Linked DNA regions of Mus musculus: region 1 is linked to region 2. Evidence: chromatin contacts called from public HiChIP or PLAC-seq data. All regions are on one chromosome and are shown on one strand. Each heading gives the region's core, a stretch centred on a gene start, on an enhancer-like site or on the middle of the called end of the contact. The rest is flanking DNA. Distances are from core to core; before and after follow the strand shown. Region 1 overlaps Ppp3r1 (protein phosphatase 3, regulatory subunit B, alpha isoform (calcineurin B, type I)). Region 2 holds the start of Plek (pleckstrin).

Region 1 (6,928 bases), core at 1,852-4,351, 170 kb after region 2:
ACTGAGAAGAGTTTATACTTTGATCAGACCTACTATACTGCAGATATGTGTAACACTTTTGTTTTTCCTCACAAGGTGTACTGTTAAGGAGGGACAATAGTGGACTCTTGTCTTTATGCAGAAAAATATCTTAGAATATTAGTACATACATCAGTTTAATCAGGTGTAAATTTCCGTAGTAAAAGTTACACCTAGATGTAATACCATGAAAGAAGAGTCAGGGTGCTAGGGATTAATCATAGTATAAAGACCTAAAGTATGAATAAGTCAGAGTAAAATTAAGGACGTAAGTAGCTCTCTTCCCAAAAGGAGTAGTTCCTTGGAGTAGATCATTGATTCCTGGCTCTAGGATAGGAAAACGTAATGTGGTCAACGTGTTCTGAACGATGTGTACATATTGGAAGGAGGAGGGGCCACCCAACGAGTAGGAACAAATGCTGCCCAGATGTGAAGTGGTTTAAGTATCAGGTTAAGTGTTATTGATAAGTGATTATAGCTCAGGGTCCTAAAATTCATGAGTCTATGCTAAGAGTAATGGTTGTGCACATCTTGAATCCCAGCACTTGGCAGCAGAGGCAGGGGGAGATCTGAGTTCAAAGCTAACCCGGACTACTTTGTGTTCCAGATCAGCTAAGACCTTGTCTCAAGAAAGAAAAAACCCTTAATACCAAACAAGTCACATTGGAAGAATCATAAACTTAGAAAATTGAACATTTGAGATTTCTCTGGTTATCTCTATACCTCATTTTTTTTATTAGGTATTTTCCTCGTTTACATTTTCAAGGCTATCCCAAAAGTTCGCGGTACCCATCCCCCCAATCCCCTACCCACCCACTCCCCCTTTTTGGCCCTGGCGTTCCCCTGTACTGGGGCATATACAGTTTGCGTGTCCAATGGGCCTCTCTTTGCAGTGATGGCCGACTAGGCCATGTTTTGATACATATGCAGCTAGAGTCAAGAGCTCCGGGTACTGCTTAGTTCATATTGTTGTTCCACCTATAGGGTTGCAGTTCCCTTTAGCTCCTTGGGTAATTTCTCTAGCTCCTCCATTGGGGGCCTTGTGACCCATGTCAGCTGACTGTGATCATCCACTTCTGTGTTTGCTAGGCCCCGGCATAGTCTTACAAGAGACAGCTATATCTGGGTCCTTTCAGCAAAATCTTGCTAGTGTATGCAATGGTGTCAGTGTTTGGAAGCTGATTATGGGATGGATCCCTGCATATGGCAATCACTAGATAGTCCATCCTTTCGTCACAGCTCCAAATTTTGTCTCTGTATACCTCATTTTTTAATTGGGTAATCTGGGCTGTTGTTGTCTAATTTCTTGAGTTCTTTATAGACTTTGAATATTAGCCCTCTGTCAGATGTAGGGTTAATGAACATCCTTTCCCAATCTGTAGGCTGCTGTTTTGTCCTATTGACACCGTCCTTTGCCTTTCATGAGATCCTGTTTATCAATTGTTGATCTTAGAGCCTGAGCCATTGGTGTTGTGCTCAGGACATTTTCTCTTGGACCAATTCATTCCAGGGTATTTCCCATTTTCTCTTCTATGAGATTCAGTGTATCCAGTTTTCCTTAGGTTGAGGTCCTTGATCCACTTGGACTTGAGTTTTGTGCAAGGTGATAAATATGAATCTATTTTCATTCTTTTACGTATAGACATACAGTTAGATCACCACCATTTGTTGGAGATGCTTTATTTTTTCCATTGTATGGTTTTGGCTTCTTTATCAAAAATCAAATATCCATAGGTGTCTGGGCTTATTTCTGAGTCTCGATTCCATTGATTTGTTTCTTTACTAATACCATGAAGTTGTTTGTTTTTCTTTTTGTTTGTTTTTTTTTTTTTTAATAATACTGCTCTGTAGTACATACAGCTTGAGGTAAGAGATAGTGATTCCTCCAAAGTCCTTTTATATAGTTCAGTATGATTTTGGCTATCCCGGTTTTTTTGGTTCTCCATGTGAAGTTGAAAATTGTACTTTCAAGGTCTATACAAAATTGTATTGAAATTTTGGTGGGGCTTACCCTGACTCTTTAGGTTGCTTTTGGTAAATAGCCACTTTGACTACGTTAGTCCTACCTGTCCATGAGCATGGGAGATCTTTCCAGCTTTCATCTTAAACTTGCATGATTAGAATTACACCAAGATATTTTATATTATTTGCTGCTATTGGGAAGGGTGTGATTTCCCTAGTTTCTTTCTTGGCCAGTTTATCATTTGTATAAAGGAGGGCTACTGATTTCTTTGAGTTAATTTTGTATCCTGCCACATGGGTGAAATTTGTGATGCCTTGTCTGCCCTTAGTGGGAGAGGCTGTGCGTAGCCTCCCAGAGACTTGATGTGCCAGAGTGGGTGGATATCCAGGTGGGCCCCCAGGTTGACAAAACCGTCACCAACAATAAAATAGGACAAATCCTATAGAGATACCTCCCCACCCCCAGAAAAGACAGTCTCATGTCATAGAGGCCAGCCTTGAACTCACAAAATCAATGAGGATTACTTGTTCTGCCTTTATCATCTGACTCCTGGGTCACAGATGTGCACCACTGTGCCTGATGTATTTTGTTGGGACATATTTATGATATGTATTATGGGAGAGTAGAATATATTATATGAATAGAGAATAGGAGACTCTAGTATTATGAATAGAGAATATTATAGGAAAATAGAATATAGATTTACTTTATTTTTTATATATATAAATTAGGTGGTAGAATATAATTATGGTCTTCTCTGCGTGGCTTTTTTTTTTTGAAAATGTTTTACTCCAATTATAATATGATGCTTTTTTCATTGTCAGACATTGAATTTTGTGCTCTTTTGCTGGACTGCACCCCAGTGCCTTGTGTATTGTGGTCTGCTCACCCCTCTTGCATCACAGCCTTCCCAGCTCTGTGAGCATCAGAGATAGTTTAGTCCACTTACTAGTTCTATCCTTGGCTTTGGGATGTCCAAATGCAACTGAAGCTGGAAGGAGCTCCCTATAGATTTCAGGGTGCTGCAGATTGTAGGTCTCTGTATGTTCCTGTACTTCTCAGTTCTCCAAGGGCAGACCCCAGGTTCCTTTTTATATCAGTGATTGCAACTCATTTCTGAAAAGTGCTGCTTGATGCAACTTCCTGATGTCCTGTTCTGTACTAGTCACACGGCTGATGGAGCATTACTCCTAGTTGGCAGATATTATCTGCTGCGGTGGTGATGGTGGTGGTGGGTTTTTTGTTGTTTTGTTTTTTGGTTTGGTTTGTACTTTACTCAGTATAATGACGGTTCTTTGCTGGGCTCCAAGTGCACACCTTTAGTACATGTTAGAAAGACGCAGGATGAGTTCAGGGCTGGCCTGCTCTACCTAGTAAATTCCGTGCCAGACAGTTCCGTAGTAAGACTTGTCAAAAATACCAAATACATAGGTTACCCTGAAAAACCAAGCAGCTGATTATTTGAGGACTTCATCATCAAGTGATCTTGTGAATTACGTGGTCATATTGTACAATACTTCAGTTCTGCAGGCTTTCTTATGTAAGTTTAAAACATGTTAGCTTTAGGAAACACGGCTCTGTATTTTCTCTAGAATACCCTTTCCCTCCTCTAATGGAGAAAATACATAAGTTAGGCAACAGGATGACTTCTTATATAAAGAAATACTTAGAAGCAAGGTCCCCACCCCCACCCCCCGCTAGAAGCAAGTTTTAATGGCTGTTTTGTACAGGGTTTATTAACATTGCTGTTAACATCTTACAGAATTTTAAAGTTCTGTTTTAGTGAATGAGTGTACTTGGTAATGAGGATTCTCTTCTTAACAGCGCATATTGCAGTCTTATTAAACTCTAAGCAGAAATGATTAGAATTAGAAATGATTAGCTTTTTAACAAAATAAGTTAGCCTGATGTGTTGGCACAAGCTTTTGATTCAGACATTCAAAGTCAACCTTGCCTATACTGGGAGTGTAAGCCAGCCCGAGCTTTGAAACAGTGTCTCAAAAAAGAAATAAACAAACCAAACAGCTCATCCAGCCAGACAAGCCGTGCATTGCCAGTCTCTGAAATGTGGGATTTTCTGTGTAGTGTGTTTATGGTGCTACAAATACTTGATATGTTTTCTTGCCAGTTAAAAAGTAAGTATAGTTTATAATTCTGAACATAAATTTATGTTTAGAATTTATAGCTCATTTGCCTGTTTTGTCCGATAAAATAGTTGCTTAATATTCTAAAGATATTTAGGTATATCTCATAACTAATTGATTCTTTCTTCCTTCCCCAGGGAAATGAGGCGAGTTACCCTTTGGAAATGTGCTCACACTGTAAGTTGAATATAATGAGAGCAAGCATGTGTTTTGCTTATGAATCTGGGGGGAGGGGCAGGCACACATCTCTATGATGAGTACTTGATTTTTTATCAAATGTGGCCTACATTTAAAATGGAGAAGGCATGGAACACACACTCTTGAAGTTACTGAAGTAGGAAATATTTAAAAAGTAGATTTTATTATTAATATATACACAACATTAAAGGTTAAACCCCTAAATCTCTGTGAACTAAGAGGGCTCTTTTCAAAGTGAATTTGTAATCATGTTTTTTGTTTGTTCTGTTTTGTTTTGTTTTTTTTTTTTCTATTTGTTGATCCATGGATCTGGGCTTCTTTGTTTTGTAATGTTAATAACTGTACCCAGAATTCCCCAGATCATTGGGGAAATGGAATTGCAAAAACATGAAAGCCGAGTTTCGTGGGCTAGAACTTGTCACATAACTGGGTCAGCTGCCACCTGAACTAGGGAGAAGAGAAACAGATGTGTGAAAATTGTATTTTGACATTTGAGACTTTTGGATTTTGATGGAATGGGTCAGGGTGACTCTGAAGACCAGCAGATTTCTAGAGTGAAAGTCAGTTGTCAAAGACTTCAGCTACTGTAAATGTTTCTATATAAGCTTGGGGATGGCTTTTTAACTACATTTTACTTATCCCTACATACAGATGTGGGGGGCAGGGCTCACACGTTTGCCACAGTGTCAGTGTAAGTAGAGATGAGTAGGACATTTGTGGGGATTGGTATTTTTCTTTGTACCATACAGGTCCATAGGATCCAATTGAGGTAGTTTATTAGGTGTGGTGGCAAGCATCTTTACTGGTGTGTCTTGTTTGTTATTATTTTGTTTTGTGGTTTTTTTGTTTGTTTGTTTGTTTGTTTGTTTGCCAGCCCCTTATTTGTCTGTCTGTTTATGAGACCTGTTCTTATAGTGTAGCCTTTGCTAGCCTGTAACTTTTAATGTGGAGCTGGTCTTGAACTCACAGAGATCTGCTCTCCTTTGCTTCTTTGCTTCTAAAGTGCTGGGATTAAAAGCATCCATTAGTCAGTGTCCTGTTGCTGTGAAGAGACACCATGACCATCACGACTCTTAGAAAAGATAGCATTTAATTGGGGCCGACTTACAGTTTCAGAGGTTTAGTTCATTATCATGGCAGAGTATCAAGGCATGCCAGGACATGTTGCTGGATGTGTAGCTGAGTGTTCTACATCCCCAGGCAGCAGAGAGCCTCTGGGCCTGGCTTGGGTTTTACCCCCAGTAACACACTTCCTCTAAAAAGCCATGCCTACTAATTCTTTCAAAAATGCCACTCCCTGGTGGCCAACCATTTCATCTAAGTGACTATGGGGGCCATTCTTATTCATACCACCACATCATGACTGGCTCTTATTATTGTGTGTTTATATATGGCATGCCTGTGTGGACACATGTGCCATAGCATGTGCATGGAAGTTAAAAGACAACCATGGAGTCTGTTCATGTTCGTTCGTTCTCTCTCTCTCTCTCTCTCTCTCTCTCTCTCTCTCTCTCTCTCTCCCTCTCTCTCTCTCTCTCTTTCTCTCTCGATAGGCTTTCTCTGTGTAGCCCTGGCTGTCCTGGAACTCATTCTGTAGACCAGGCTGGCCTCGAACTCAGAAATCCGCCTGCCTCTGCCTCCCGAGTGCTGGGATTAAAGGTGTGTGCCACCACTGCCGGAGAGTCTGTTCTTTCTTATCTCTGTGTGAGGTCCAGGGATTGCATTCAGGTCGTCTCAAGTCCCTTTACCCTCTTGAGGCATTTTTGCCAGTCCAGGTCTTAACTTTATATGTATATTAGATGGAAGCTTAATATTTGAAAGGCTGGATGTTAATTTAGGATTAGAGTTGTTTGTGTGGTTGCAAAGTTCTAGAGCCAGAAGCTTAACATTCACTTTGTAGCTTCCTGATTTTAGAATAGGCCCTTTCATAGTGTGGCTTGTAAATGTTCTTACAAGTTTAATGCAGTCTGCCTTCCCTCCCTCTACTCTTCTCTCTTTCTCTCCCCTCCCCCCTCCTTCCCTTGGTAGCATACGAGGATTGCCATGAGTTGGAGGTCATACTAGAATATGTAATGAAACTGTGTCTCAAAAGACTATGGTCTGTCAGCTAACACATTTGATTTAGTTGTCTGTAGTAGAACCCTAGAGAGCACAGTAGATTTGGGGAACATGTATAATACAGAGTTAATCGTCAGCCTCTGGTCTTCCTGCCTTGACATTCTGAGTACTGGAATCGCAGGCATCTGTCAGTATCTAGTTCATGAGTTATTGATGATGTCTGGTTTTTATCCATTTGACTATTACTTGATAATTTTGAAGTATCTAAGAATTTTAATCTAGAAATACCAAAAGCCCGTGTGAATACTTGTAAATTTACGATTCAAAACTAAAATCTGGCCATTTTATTTTTGTTAATTTCATTTGTGCCTAGGTCTCTGTGTGCAAGTGTTAGACCAGAAGAGGCTGGTCCCCTGAATCTGGAGTTAGATGCAGTTGTTAGCTACCTGGGTGTGGGTACTAGAATCTGGCTAGGTACTCTGCAAGAGCAGGGAGTGCGCTGAGCCATCTCTTAGGCCCTAAAGAGTCTTAAAACTACCAAGGCTTC
Region 2 (7,290 bases), core at 860-3,359:
CTTTTGATGCATAAACATATAAACTTTATAACAGCAATCTTGTCATTTTGTACTAAAACAAGGCCTGGCCTGTGAGGTGACTTAGCTGTTAAAGGTCCCTGCCAGCAAGCAGAAAGGCCTGAGTAGAGAATAGACTCCTGAAAGTTGACTCCTGACCTTTTACACACACACCATGGAAGGTGTGTACCTGCTCAAATACATACACATACACAAAGACACACACACACAGACACACACACACACAGAGACACACACACAGACACACACACACAGAGACACACACACACACACAGAGACACACACACACAGATACACACACACACACACACACAGACACACACAGAGACACACACACACACACACACACACACACACACACACCTTTTCCATCAGATCAGGAGAAAGCCCATTCAACAGCAGTTCCAATCAGTTCTCAGAGAGGGAGGATGGATTCCAGTTACCAATAAACTACACCTAGCTGTTTCATTTACAAAGGAAGTTTCAAAATTCAATTATCCTAAGAGAATGCACTGAAGATGCATGAATTCCCCAGCACCAACTCATAACTCTCACCACCACAGATAAACTGTAAGCACTAGTGGAGATTAGCTTTCCTTCAGGAAAACCTTAGGGTGCTAAACAGAGATCTCAGGGCTCAGGGGATAGAGAGGGTATTTCTCCTGACTCTGTCATACATACCTCTGGGCATGACACAGATGAATGAAAGTTTCTTTCTAATTTGAAATAAAAAGTGGAACCAGGTTGTGATATGTACCATTTAGTGTCCTATGTTCATAGACATAGAACATTTTAAGGTAAAAAGAAACAGATGGATGAGCTAAAATAAAGATGCAGCTGGACCAGATTGTTCATTCCTGAAATCGTAGGGTCTGGGAGACTGAGGCAGGAGGCTTGCAACCAATTTAAGGTTAGCCTTGGAAATACATTAAGAGCTATAGAGTAAGACCCATTCTCAAAACTTGATTAACTAGATATTTAATTAACTGCATTGAGTTTTAAAAAGATAAGAGCAACACTGGCTGCTCATGTGGTTAGAAAGCTTCTTGTGGAAGTTTAGTCAGAAGCAACATTTCTGAGCGGCTTCATGAACCCACTTGGCTCCATGAAGTGTGTTTGTGCACAGAGTATTGCCCACAGGATGCCAGCAGTCCCGATGTGTGAATTCACCAGGTAAGGAGCTTTCACAACTCAAAGCACACAACACCAGCAGCACAAAGACTAGAAACAGCATCAAAATTCAAATTTTCATAACACTAAGCTATTTTTGGCATTCTCACATTTCCACTTCTGTTCTTTAAGATGATACATCTACCACTTTGGTGGACTGTTATACAAATTCATTAAGTTGTGGGTAAAAGACTACAGCCAACACCCACCGTCACCACCTGGAACCACCTTCACACCCTTGAAACAGAAGCGTAAGTGGGAGAACGCCCAAGAAATTAGCTATATTGTTTTTCTGCTTGTTGCTCACACAAACACTGGCAACCCCTAACTCTTCTACAGCCCTGTCAATTTAAATAAGAGCTAAACAGTTCTCCAAGCAGCTTTTCTAACAGAACAATTTGAGACTTTCCCCCCACAGAAGGCAATGTTTAGCTGTTGCAACGTGTTTTAAATCATGAAAAACTAAATCTGGATTTTCATCGTCCACACCCTGAATGTTCGAATTCTCAGGCTCGTAAGGGCAAACTGTGCTGAAGCCCGAACTAGATTAATTCACTTTTAAGGGGAAAAAAAGGGTGTAGGGGAACACATGGAGGTAGCCCCACCCCAGTACACTGTATGATGTAATACTCTTTCATCCTAATCTAATAGATCCAACATGGAGCATCCCTGGAAGGGATGGACAGAGAGTATGGAGCAAACACTAATCCCCTGTAAGCCCCTCTCTAAGTCCAGCCTTGTAAGTGACCTCCCTACTTACCTTCTTCACAAGGTATCCCTCCCTGATCCGCTTTGGTTCCATGCCTGGTGGGGAGACACACGGGTCCACTCTTGTCGTCTGAGGAGCTCAGTCTCCTCTGAAGGCTGAGGTGTTTGTGGGCTGCCCTTTTTACAGGGAGGTCTCTTTCACAATTTCTCTTCTGCTGGTGACTACGTGATGACATCCTTTTCCCCTCTCTGGGGTGACGAGTCAGAAAGAGGAACTAGATATCTGAACAGCCCATGCTTTCCTAATGATGGAAATAATAACGCACAGCTTAGTCAAATATTTACCCATATGTAAAAGTCCTGACCTAAAGAGAAAAAAAATGGTAAGAGATGAATAATAAAACTTTATCGCCTGAGACTGTCCTGCTTAGGAATTGTTCTTGAAGTATTGAAAAAGTACTTAATAAAATGCCAAGACGCTGTCTCCATCCCCACACTGGCATGTGGCCCAGCCAGTCAGGTGAGTGCTCGCCACCCCACACACACACCCACCCACCCTGTCTTTGTTGTCCCCACAAATCCTAGGAGTCCCAGCTGTAAAGAAAAATGAAATCATGAAATTTTCAGATGAGTGGGTGAACTGAAAAATATTATACTAACGTAACCCAGCCCTAGAAAGACAAATGTCCCATTTCCTCTCTTGTTTATGAATCCTAGATCCAGATCTTTAGATTTGAATAAGTAACTTGTAGTCATCATAGAAGTCAGGAAAGTAGAAAGAGATCATCCAAGGGGGGTGGGGGACAGTGCACTCCAGAGATGGGTTTAATGGGATACAGGTGTTATCCCTTTTAATAGGAACAAGGAAAGGGGGAAGTGGGGAACCAGCTTTAAATGGGGAGAGAAGAAGAAAGGTAATTCAGAAGTAGAGGAGGAAGAAGAGACAAATAGTACTTAGGATGTTTGGAAAAGCCCTAAGGAAAACATTATTTCATATGGTTATTTTTATAAAAATACATATATGGTGTGTGTGGGGGGCATTGAAGTGAAGTTGTGCCACAAAAGCCATAGACTATCTAACAAAAATCCCAGTACCTGGCAGGCATGGGAAACCGCCCTTCAAATTGTTGGTCAGAGAGATCCAGAAAATTCTCAAAACAATAGAATGAAATGTGTTTGTATATACCTTTAATTCCAGCGCTCAGGAGGCAGGGACAGGTGGATCTCTGTGAGTTTGAGGCCAGCCTGGTCTATATAATGTGTTCCAGGATAGCCAGAGCTACATGGTGAGATCCTGTCTCAATGAGGGGACAGAAAATATATATTATAGCCATTTGCTATTGTCCTTGGATGCCTCGCAGATATTAAAAGTATGATCCTATTGCTAAAGACAGTTCATACTTCAGACACAGGACTTGGAATATTTGAGGTAGAACTTTCCAGGAAGTCTCCTCCATGAGGACTAGTGCTCATAGTATCAAAAGGTACTGTGCAAGGTGCCCAGGGAGAAAGGCTAATCAACAATCCTTTCTGCTTTACAGCCTGTGAACTACAACAATGACCAGCCCAGCAAGATATCTCAGTGGTGCAGTAGTGGCACTTACATTTTGGAAGTAATCAACAACTGTCTAATTGGATTTAAGGCTCACATAATAGGGCAAAATTCATGCTTGGCACTGTAAACATATTCAATTGCCAATTGCTGGACAGGTCTTAGACCCTGGGGGAAACATATACCTGCCAGTTTTCTAAATGTATTAATCCTTACACCCACACATAACTGTTGCTCTTGCCTCTCATCAAAGGTGCTTCTTTTTGCAGCAGACTGAGATCATTACAGAAATCCACAACTACTCAAATGCAAAGAACATCTGATCATGAGGTTCCTTGCACCAACTGATGTATCTACAACACAAGCCCTAAACCTAAGACTCAGGGAACATTGTGGAAGAGCGGCAGAAATAATGTAAGAACCAAAAGACTGGGATGCCTACTGCTAAATAGTATCTTCTAGATGGAAGAGGGACGCTGCACCTTTGAAATCTCAACAAGATGGTTGTTTAAATATATGATGCATATAATGATATCAGTTGATATATCAAAATGGATGGGAAAAGTCTCCCAAAACCCCACCCCTCAAAAGAAGAGCTCCAGCCATCCATGGCTGCTGGGATGGAGAATCAGAACCCGTGTTCTCCAGGAATAAGCCCCATTACAGGTTAGCCTACCCAAGCTGTCAGACCTGAACATGGATATATAAAAGCAACACAAACACTAAATGGACTCAGTAGGATTTTATGAGTGTTTTTGTTGTTTTGGGGTACTTGGGGGGGTTACAATAATAATATAGAGGAAGATGCCATCAAGTTGACAGGTTTGGGAAGAATATAGGAGAAATTGGAAGGGGAGAAAAGAGGGTAGAAATTATTTAAATACTACTCATGTATGAAATCCTCTAAAAATAGAAAATAAAAGCATCTTTCTAGGATACCAAAAGGACCTACTATTAAGTGCATACCTGCTTCTACGCCAGGCACTAGAGCAGATGTTGTTCATTCAACTTCATTTAATTTAGTTGCTAGAGAAACTAAATTAGTGGGGGAAAGTGCAGTATTGTTTCTTATTTATAAGGAAACTAGGACTCTGAGAAGAAAGTTGTTAGTCTCCGATTACACAGCTGGTAATAGCTAAAGCCAGAAGGGAAGGCACCTGCACCATGGTCCTCTCGGGGAATGAGAGCAGACTAAGGGAATAGCATTATTCCACCCCAGGTTTTACAGAAGAAATTCCTTCAGTAGTATGTTTCAAACTTATTTGACTGAGTACTTACTTTTTATCAATCTTTAATGACAGTTTATTGTGAATTAAAACAAAAGAAAGACATCTAACAACCCCATACCTCAGAATGCAGCATATTTGGAAATAGGGTCCCCATAGATGAAAGTAGTTATAGAAAATGAGGCCATGCTTGGGCAGAATGGCACCAAACTGTTCGTATAAGGAAAAGAGACACGCAGAAAGGAAACCCCATTCTGAGCACAGAGGCAAGACTGTAGTAATAAGTTTATAATCCAAGGGATGCCAAGAGCACCAACTAGAAGACATAAGCAAGGGTGTCTTTCAGAAAACATGGCTTATTGTAGAAGCATAAGATAAGGTATTTCTGTGTTTTAAGCCACCTACTTAGAGATACTTGCTTATAGCTGCCCTAAAAAACTAAATGCAGTTTTGAAAAGCTAACATTCTAAAGAATAAACCTCTATAATAATGGGAAAGTTACTTAGTCATTCACCTTAGGTTTTATCATTAGGTTGCACCTAATCTTGGGCTAGCTTTGACTCCCTAAATAGCCACTCTCTTTCTTACCTCTGCGTGGAAACTAACATCCTGTGACTGAGAGACAAAAACATTCTGTAACTTATCAATTCAGCAGACCATTATCTTCAACCAGCCCCAAACCAAAAATGTTACCAGGTAACATCTGAGGACCATAAGAAAGAGTCTCCCATCCTGTGTAACATCTCTGATGTTCTTGCCGATGTATATTTGAAATGCCTTGATTTGTAACTCTCTTTGTTCTGCTGTTATGCAAATTCCAAAAACTGCTTCCATGATGGAAAATTATACTTAGGGAGATCTAAATGAATGTTTGTGGACCATGTTCTCTCATAGTTGCTCTAGAATAAACCATTGCTTCTATTCCTTATAGTTGGAAGCTGTTTCTTTTGATGACAGAGGCAAATGCGAATTTGCTGAAGAAAATAAGATGATTCAGAAACTTGAAGGAGGAATGAAGACTGGTGTCTTAGAAAGGAAGGAAACAAAGTGTCTCTGGGCTTCTAGGGAACAAGAACTACCAGAATGCCATTTTAGGATACCAAAAAGACCGTGCATACTGCTTCTACACCAGGCACTATAGCAGATGTTTTTCATTCAACCTCATTTAATTTAGTCGCTAGAGAAACCCATGGGGGAAAGTACAGTCTTGTTTCTTATAAATAAGGAAACTAGGACTCTGAGAATAACTCTGAGATGACTTCCAATCCCCACACAGTTTCTGAGTGCCAGGCTTCTGATAGGTCACAACTAACCTCGGATTCCATCCTCTGACCACTGAAGGGGCAGCATGACAACTGAACACACACAATAGACCCTGAACAGTAGAAAGAATGGACTGTTTCCCAAGAGTGAACCCCAGGTGCTATAAGCACAGGAGGTAACAGAGAAGAGGGAAAGGAATCTGAGAGCCTGCAGAGTTGGGAAGAAGCCATTTGACATTTCAAGGAGAGCCTTCCAGGTCATTCCCTTCCGTTTTCTGCACTGTTTCCAACAGCAGTCACTACTTCTATTTTCAATGTTTTATACAAGTACTCATCACATAACATTTCAAAGGGTTGCTAACAGTTCTCCGTTACAGTGACATTAGTTAGACATTATTAGAAAATATAGTTGGGTAAAAGAACATTTGGTACCTCTTGCACAAAAAAGAAACATATAAAGATGGTGCTTCATTTTGTCTGTATTCAGACAGACAGTTTGTTATATCTAGAGACACAATGGAAGTCATCTTTCTTGAGCTTGCCTGTCTCAGTTCATGGCTATTCATAAGTTTACTGGTTTCAGTTCCTGCTGGTTCTGATGTTTCCCTACCTAGCCTCCTCATGACTTCTTAGCAACATCTGCTGGTCAGTAAAGGAAATTCTCAACCAATGTCATTCAAGACTTCAATTTCTAGAAAATCATCCATTTCATCTAGATTTTCCAGTTTTGTTGAGTATAGGCTTTTGTAGTAGGATCTGATGATTTTTTAAAATTTCCTCAGCTTTTATTATTTCTCCCTTTTCATTTCTGATTCTGTTAATTTGGATACTGTCTCTGTGCTCTTTAGTTAGTTTGGCTAAGAGTTTATCTATCTTGTTGATTTTCTCAAAGAACCAGCTCTTTGGTTGATTCTTCGAATAGTTCTCTTTGTTTCTAATTGGTTGATTTCAGCTCTGAGTTTGATTATTTCCTGCCATCTACTCCTCTCGAGTGTGTTTTTAAGAAGGTACCATGACATGCTGAGAAGAAGGTATATTCTTTTGTTTTAGGGTGAAATGTTCTGTAGATATCTGTTAAATCCATTTGGTTCATAACTTCTGTTAGTTCACTGTGTCTGTGTTTAGATGCTCCAACATATAACAAAAACCCATGCTCCACTATGTTCGTAGGATCTGTATCTATAATAGCCAGAAGATGGAAACAACCCAGATGTCCTTCAACAGAAGAATGGATATGGAAAGTGTGGTACATTTACACAATGGAATACTACTCAGCTATTAAAAATGACAACTAAATGAACTTTGTAGGCAGATGGATGGAACTAGAAAATACCATGAGTGAGGTAACTCAGAC

What was found. HiChIP or PLAC-seq counts read pairs in DNA pulled down with a chosen protein or histone mark.
Region 1: an H3K4me3 HiChIP or PLAC-seq map of bone marrow-derived macrophages shows a contact between it and region 2, with 2.1 times the contacts expected there. The contact joins the enhancer-like site here to the promoter of Plek in region 2. A contact is called at or near these places in 5 of 39 promoter capture datasets (the C10 cell line, the HPC-7 cell line, embryonic stem cells and 1 more), 1 of 484 Hi-C or Micro-C datasets (myeloid progenitors), 3 of 115 datasets of contacts at active chromatin or transcription factors (bone marrow-derived dendritic cells, bone marrow-derived macrophages and effector CD8 T cells) and 3 of 9 other capture datasets (adipose tissue, liver and pancreatic islet).

Annotation. Positions count from the first base shown.
Region 1 is chr11:17,177,845-17,184,772 of GRCm38.p6, forward strand. It overlaps Ppp3r1 (protein phosphatase 3, regulatory subunit B, alpha isoform (calcineurin B, type I)), which reads left to right. Exons shown (of 6, transcript NM_024459.2): 2 at 4,263-4,302. Among named protein-coding and RNA genes, the nearest start is that of Ppp3r1, 22 kb to the left of the region's middle. Within about 2 kb of position 3,102, at least 27 of the 459 cell types and tissues checked have an H3K27ac peak or open chromatin away from gene starts, as enhancers often do. A contact at or near this core is called in the HPC-7 cell line, bone marrow-derived dendritic cells and bone marrow-derived macrophages, where this site is marked.
Region 2 is chr11:17,006,609-17,013,898 of GRCm38.p6, forward strand. Plek (pleckstrin) reads right to left here and starts at 2,110. Exons shown (of 10, transcript NM_019549.2): 1 at 1,949-2,110. The coding sequence starts at 1,990.